2 separate regions of the Mus musculus genome follow, and region 1 is linked to region 2. Evidence: chromatin contacts called from public HiChIP or PLAC-seq data. All regions are on one chromosome and are shown on one strand. The core of a region is the stretch at or near the end of the contact, and the rest is flanking DNA. Distances in the headings are between cores, read along the strand shown. Region 1 holds the start of Usp8 (ubiquitin specific peptidase 8). Region 2 holds the start of Ncaph (non-SMC condensin I complex, subunit H).

What was found. HiChIP or PLAC-seq counts read pairs in DNA pulled down with a chosen protein or histone mark.
Region 1: a contact with region 2 is called in an H3K4me3 HiChIP or PLAC-seq map of craniofacial prominence, with 5 times the contacts expected there. The contact joins the promoter of Usp8 here to the promoter of Ncaph in region 2. A contact is called at or near these places in 6 of 39 promoter capture datasets (cranial neural crest, embryonic stem cells, liver and 2 more) and 7 of 115 datasets of contacts at active chromatin or transcription factors (the SCID.adh cell line, craniofacial prominence, effector CD8 T cells and 3 more).

What each region holds. Positions count from the first base shown.
Region 1 is chr2:126,705,864-126,709,327 of GRCm38.p6, forward strand. It overlaps Usp8 (ubiquitin specific peptidase 8), which reads left to right and starts at 1,465. Exons shown (of 19, transcript NM_019729.3): 1 at 1,465-1,624. It also overlaps the pseudogene Gm10774.
Region 2 is chr2:127,132,276-127,135,549 of GRCm38.p6, forward strand. It overlaps Ncaph (non-SMC condensin I complex, subunit H), which reads right to left and starts at 1,679. Exons shown (of 18, transcript NM_144818.3): 1 at 1,574-1,679. The coding sequence starts at 1,592. It overlaps Gm35347 (a long non-coding RNA gene), which reads left to right and starts at 1,678. Exons shown (of 3, transcript XR_374955.4): 1 at 1,678-2,021.

The DNA of each region.
Region 1 (3,464 bases), core at 215-2,714, 430 kb before region 2:
TGTGGACAACTCACGTGTGTGAGTGAGTGTGCATGAGTGTGTGTGTGTGTGTGTGTGGACAACTCACATGTGTGTATACAACTCATGTGTGTGCGTGAGTGTGTGTGTGTGTGTGTGTTTTCCAGGAATCAAACTCAGATTGCCAAGTTTACCTGGTAAGGACTTCACGCATCTTGTTGGGCTCAGAGAAAATTTTCACTGATACACTCCAATGATGTCTCTCTTCCTTTCAGTCCTACCTCCTTCCAATTGTCAGAGCACCCCAAAATGTTCTCCATGTGTTTTATACTTATTCTCACATTCAGCTCTAAGTTTTTCTTTCCTTACTCAATTCCACAAAGCTGAGCAGAGAAAAAACATTTTCCTAAAATAATCCATCCTCAAAAAAACAATTTCTTCCTTAATTATGAGGGGGAAAAAAAAAACATTTGAGGCTTTTATCCAGTAGTTCCCAGCATTGCACGGTATCAAATCACACCAGTCTTTACTTGTCTAGGGAGAACAAATAGTATATAATTTAGTGTTGATTTTTTAAAGGAGAAATGCAAGATTTTGTTTGTTTGGTTGGTTTGGTTTTTCGAGACAGGGTTTCTCTGTGTAGCCCTGGCTGTCCTGGAACTCACTCTGTAGACCAGGCTGGCCTCGAACTCAGAAATCCGTCTGTCTCTGCCTCCCAAGTGCTGGGACTAAAGGCGTGTGCCACCACCGCCCAGCACAAGAATACCTTTGCATGTAGCTAATTGTAATGGAAACGAAACTAAGGTTTATTTTAAAGGTTGGTAGACTGGATGCTTACTACTCTTTAACGTTTAATGGCAGCCTATCTGCTAAGTATTTTCATTTTATATACTTAGTAGAGCTGTGCTTTTAGATTTGACATGCATTAAAAAGTTGGACTGTCCCAACGGATTTAGTGACCAGGGAAAACAACTCCACTCTTAAGCAATTTTTATGTCCACGAGTAGCCCATCTTTTCTCCACAAGACAACTCTCCAAAGAGTTCAAACCCCAGCTTTGTAAGACTGGTCCTTTTGGAAATGTTGACGGTGTTTGTGCAATGTGTTTTCCAAACACGTCTGTTCTTTAACCAGAGGCTTGGCTTTGGAGAATGTTTATTCCCAAGTTTTAGAAGGTATCAATCCTCTCCCCGTATTTTCCCCCTAATGTCCGATCTGACGGGAAAAATGCACTATTGAGAGGCGCCAAAATATCCTCGATTCCTCCGTGGACAGCTCCAAGTCACAATGTGACACAATCTGAACTGACTTCCACCCGGAAAAGAGACGCGCGAGGACACCGGAAGCGCAGCACGCGCGCTTCCGTCCCGCACCAGCTCAAACTGTCCTTCCGACGCATGCTCAGGCCGGTTCGGCGCTCACCCTTCCGGAGAGGGCCGCCCTGATGTCCCTCCCTACGGGACAGAAAGGCGGAGTTACAGGGTTCACTGGAAGCTCCGCCCTCGCCGTGACGTTTCGAGACGCGACCCGTCGCCACGCAATGCGAATCGGGAAGAGGGGATGAGCTGCGCTGCCGTGCGTCTGAGAGCGAAGGCTCGTTCTCCTTCTGGTGGTGGGCGATGGGCGTCAGGCGAGGAGGCCGGTGTTAGCGGAGCGCGGGCGCTGCGGTGAGTGCGGCCTGGCTCCGGCCCCGGTTCCTGGGGAAGGCGTCCTCCAGCTGCTGGTCATCCGGGAGACGAGCCCTGTCCGCGGAGGGGTGGGACAACCCCAGACAACTGGCTGGTCCAGGGAGGGCCCGACTCTTGGTCGCTCCCGTCCCCCTCCTACGGTGCCCAGCGAGTTTGATGTAGTTTGCCGGTCTCAGAGGGTGGCCTTGACCAGTTCTCCTTTCTGTTGGACACTAGACCCAACTTTGGACTCCTTCCTTTTGCTTCCTTTTTTCTCATTTTGTGCTACCTACAACCCCAGGCCTTAATACGACCATTTGTCATGTTTTCCCTATTCCCCTTTACCCGGGTCACGCATGTTTTCAGTGAAGTACAAAAATTGAGTTAAGTAAACTCACCACACTTAAAACTTCTTCAAAGAGGGCATTTTCTTTTCTTAAAAATGTTTCTTCGTTTGTAGACTTGTGGCACTGACAAGTTCCCTTCACATCTGATGTACCGAGAGAGTTGTCAACCCCAAATCACAATGATATTCCTTTACCCACAAAGCTGCAGACCCTGTTCCTATGTTTTGTTCTTGCTTTCTGCCTATGACCTTGAGTCAGTCATTCAAGAAATATTTACGTGACTCACAGAGGTGTTGCAGAATCTAAGGAGTTTCATATTTATTAAAAAGCTCTAGGGTTTCGGATCAAAACGATGCCTAGCTAAAGGGTGTAATTCTTGGTTGTTCCCCGCCACCACCCACAAGGTCTTACTATGTAAACAGGACTTGTCTCAAACTCACTGAAACCTTCCTCCCTTGGCTCCAGAGATGGATAAAACTGCATCAAGCACCACTCCTGGCAAGGGTATTCTTTTTAAATCTTAGAGTATTCTTAGTTGTGTATATTATCCTACTTCATTAAAAATTCCATGTGTTATTTTTTGGTTTTGGTGGCTTTATTCTCTTTCTTTTTTTCTTACTTTCTTTCTTTTTTTTCTCGAGACAGTTTGTCTGTGCAGCCATAGCTATTATGGAACTCACTCTAAACCACGATTGCCCTTGATCTCAAAGTTCTGCCTGCCTTTGCCTCCCGAGTGCTGCCCACCACTGCCAGGCTCGGTGTATTGTTGGTGGTGGTAGTTTTTGGTTTTTGTTTCTGTTTTAAAGATATCTGCTTTTTTTTTAGTATTTCACTCTTTCTGTTTAAGACTCCCTGGTGAAAGTCAATCATGTTGGATTTAGGTAGTTTCTCATCTATAGAGCACTGGCCTAATTAAGGTGCTGTTGGCTGTATGTATGCTTATTTAAGAATATGAATTAGTATATAACTTAATTATGCCACTGTATCACTGTTGATCCTAAAATGTATATTCCTGCTCTTTTGCCCAGATATTGGGCATTGCACGGATCTTGCAGTAGTAATGTAAGCCTGTGAGGAATGAATAATGAATAGCTTGTGACTTGTAGTTTTTGAGATAACAATGGATAAGATAAACTAACAAAAATATTTAAGGTTTTCTTTTTATTCTTTAACTTGTTGATTTATTTACTTGAGCCTTATTAATCATCCTGATCTTTTGTTGATAAGAATGGAACCGAATCCAGATGGCTTTGTAAACCAGTTGTAATGTAAAGCCAACACATCAAATTTTATTCATTATATACTTAGCATCCTGATTTTCTTTCTTTTTTTTTTTTTTTTTTTTTTTTTTTTGGTGGTTCTGCAAACATCTTTACTAAACAGTTCCTTCCAGGGTAACAGGACTTAGCCACAGGGCCACAGCCAGGCAATACACCAACATCCCCAATAGCTCAGTTTGAACATAGCACGACAGGCTGCCCGTGGCCAGCAGG
Region 2 (3,274 bases), core at 429-2,928:
AGACAAAACAAAAAGGTCAAAAGAGGAGATGAGAGACGTTTTATGGGCATAAATCAAGACATCTGTGACTCTGTAAATGTGGGTATGGAAAGGAATTGAGAAACTGGAAGCACGGAGGGGCTAACTCCTCCCCCGCTGCTCTCTGCCGTGGGCAGTAGACAAGAGTCTAGTTCAACAGATTGTTACTGAAGTCAAGAGCACGTTCCTCAGCTCCTCTGCTCTGCTTCGGTTCTCAGCCTGAAGTGCCCACTTCGGGACTCATCTTTTTCTTCTTGAGCTGCTCTAGGCCCTGTGGTACCCATAACCTGAGTTATTTCCTCCCCACACCCGGACAACTGGTGCAGGTCCTGAATGTATTCTCTGCAAGGTCTGTCTAGTGATCTCACCGGTACCCATGGCTTTATCATCTCCATGATGAAGAAAAACAAATCTACCTCCCAGCCTATGGACCTCGGTCAAACTCGCCCAGTAGATACGAACCCCTTCACCTGAGCGCCTCTCCAGAAGTCACAGGCAACAAATCCAAACTGAAACTATTATTCCAAAACTATGACTTAGGTCTACCAGGTGGTCAGTCTCACTAAGCTTAGTTATGACGGTCTAGCTCAGAGTTTCTCAACCTTCCCAATGCTGTGACCCTCTGACACAGTTCCTCATGTTGTGGTGACCCCCAACCATAAAATTATTTTCCATTGCTACTTTATAACTGTAAATTTAGTGGTTATGAATCATAATGTAAATATCTGTGTTTTCTGACGATCTTAGGCGAACCCCGTGTAAAGGTCATTTGACACCTCCCCATGGGGGCTGCCACCCAAAGGTTGAGAACCTACGGTGTAGTTAATTCCTAGACTAGTCCAGGTTCCTTCCTAGCTCTTCTCTTGTACAGGATGCTCAGCCCATAAAGTTCTTCTCAATGTTTGCTTAAAAATCTCGAGTCCATAACGGACAGGAGTTATAGCACTAGGTTTTATCTGTCAAATATTTGCCATACTACCTCAACTTGACACAAGCTCCAAGAGGAAAAGGTATTTATCTGTTTCGTTCCCCACCCCCCGCCCCCTTTCAGAGTGGGTCTCCTGTAATCCAGGCTAGCCTCGAAGTCGCTATAGCTGAGGACAACCTTGAACTTCTAATCCTCCAGTCTCCATCTCAAGTGCCCAGGCTTCTTCGGTTGCGAATCTCGGCGTCTGACCGAAGGTCTGTCCCAAAGGAAGCCCTCAAGACTTTAGAATCAGTTCCAAAACACAGGCACGAATGCTCAACACAGAGCGGTCGACACTTTGCTTCCACAGCTCCCCACACAACGTCCAGTCCAGAAAAAACAAAAAACAAAAAAAACCCACTTTATCCTCCGTTAGAACCAGGGCGCGGGGAGTATTAGAGCCCAGCCGCCACTGGCAGCTGCGTCCTGATTGGCCCAGCGCCCCGCTTTCCCTTGCACTCTCTTCCCCTCCCCCGCCGGAGCCCCCGGCCGAACCCCGCCGAACACATTCGTCCCTTCTGGACCTGCCCACGCGAGCACCCTTCGGTCCTGATCCTGCCAGCCGCGCCTGGACCCACTCGAGCTCACCTGAGCGCGGAATTCTCATCTTGCTCTCCACGTCTCCGGAGTAAGTTTTAAATCGCGAGCGCCAAGCGCGGTAACCGCCGCGTGACGTCACTGGGGCGTGGTCTTTGGTGCGCCTGCGCAGGCCGCCTAGGCGGCTGGCTGATCAGAGTGGCCCCGGAAACTTGGACAGTTTTGAGTCTACGCGCGAGTGAACTAGGTGCAGCGGTGACCCAGCTGAAGACGTTTGGAAACATTCTGGCGCCGAGCGCTGGGCGCGGAGTAGGATGTGTGGATCTGGGCAGGCGAAGGCTGTGCTTTCCTAGAATCTGGATTGTAACGGGGAGGCAGGTTTCTGAGGAATCGAGGTTCTTTGCCGGTAGAAAACGCTGCCCTTATTGGAAGTTCCAGGCAGGCAAGAAGGAATGCAGAGCATTGTGTATGCACGTGTAGACTCCACCCAGAGTATTGTGTATGTATACACCCACAAGGACATTGTGTGTGCTCATGTGTACACAGGCCCCAGAGCATTGCGTTTACATGTGTATACTCTTCCAGGAGCATTGTGTATGCGTGTGTACACACACCCTAGAACATTGTGTTTACTTATGTTTATACCCCCAGTAGTTTTTATATATGTGTGTACATTTCCAAAGAGTTTTCTGTATGTGTGTGTGTGTACATGTCTATACACACACATACCAGAGCATTGTGTATGCTCTTACTTATACATGGACATACCAGAACATTGTGCAGGCATGTGTATCTGCACCAGAGCATTGTGTTCATATATCTATACACATGCATGCACACACATTTAAAACTAAATTTTTGTCCAGATTCTTGTAAAGAGCTTTTTGGAAATCATTTACCTACCATCATTTTTTTAAAAAGAGGCTGGGGTGTAGCTGTTTAGCATCCTTGACATTATTTGCCTGCCTATCAGCAGTACCCCTCATTATGGTGACCAAAACTCTGCCTTTTGTTGAAAGCTACTTTTTAAAAAAATATTTCATTTCATGTGTATGAGTGTTTTCCCTGTGTGTATGTATGTATATTTACCACATGCATGGCTGGTACCTGAGAAGATCAGAAAAGGGTGTCAGATCCTCCGGGACTGGAATGACAGATGTTTGTGAGCCACCATGTGGGTGCTGAGAATGAAACTCAGGTCCTCTGCAAGAGCAACGAGTACTCTAAACTACCTCTCTAACCCCAAAAGCTACTCTTTTTTTTTTTTTTTTTTTTTTTTTTTTTTAGTGATATTCCAGCAGTTACTTTATTATTCAGGATTTTTAAAAAAATTTTTATTAGGTATTTTCCTCATTTACATTTCCAATGCTATCCCAAAAGTCCCCCATACCCACCCCTCCACTCCCCTACCCACCCACTCCCACTTTTTGGCCTTGGCGTTCCCCTGTACTGGGGCATATAAAGTTTGCAAGTCCAATGGGCCTCTCTTTCCAGTGATGGCCGACTAGGCCATCTTTTGATACATATGCAGCTAGAGACATGAGCTCTGGGGTACTGGTTAGTTCATAATGTTGTTGCACCTACAGGGTTGCAGTTCCCTTTAGCTCCTTGGTTACTTTCTCTAGCTCCTCCATTGGGGGCGCTGTGATCCATCCAATAGCTGACTATGAGAATCCACTTCTGTGTTTGCTAGGCCCCGGCATAGTCTCACAAGAGACAGCTATATCAGGGTCCTTTCAGCAAAATCTTACT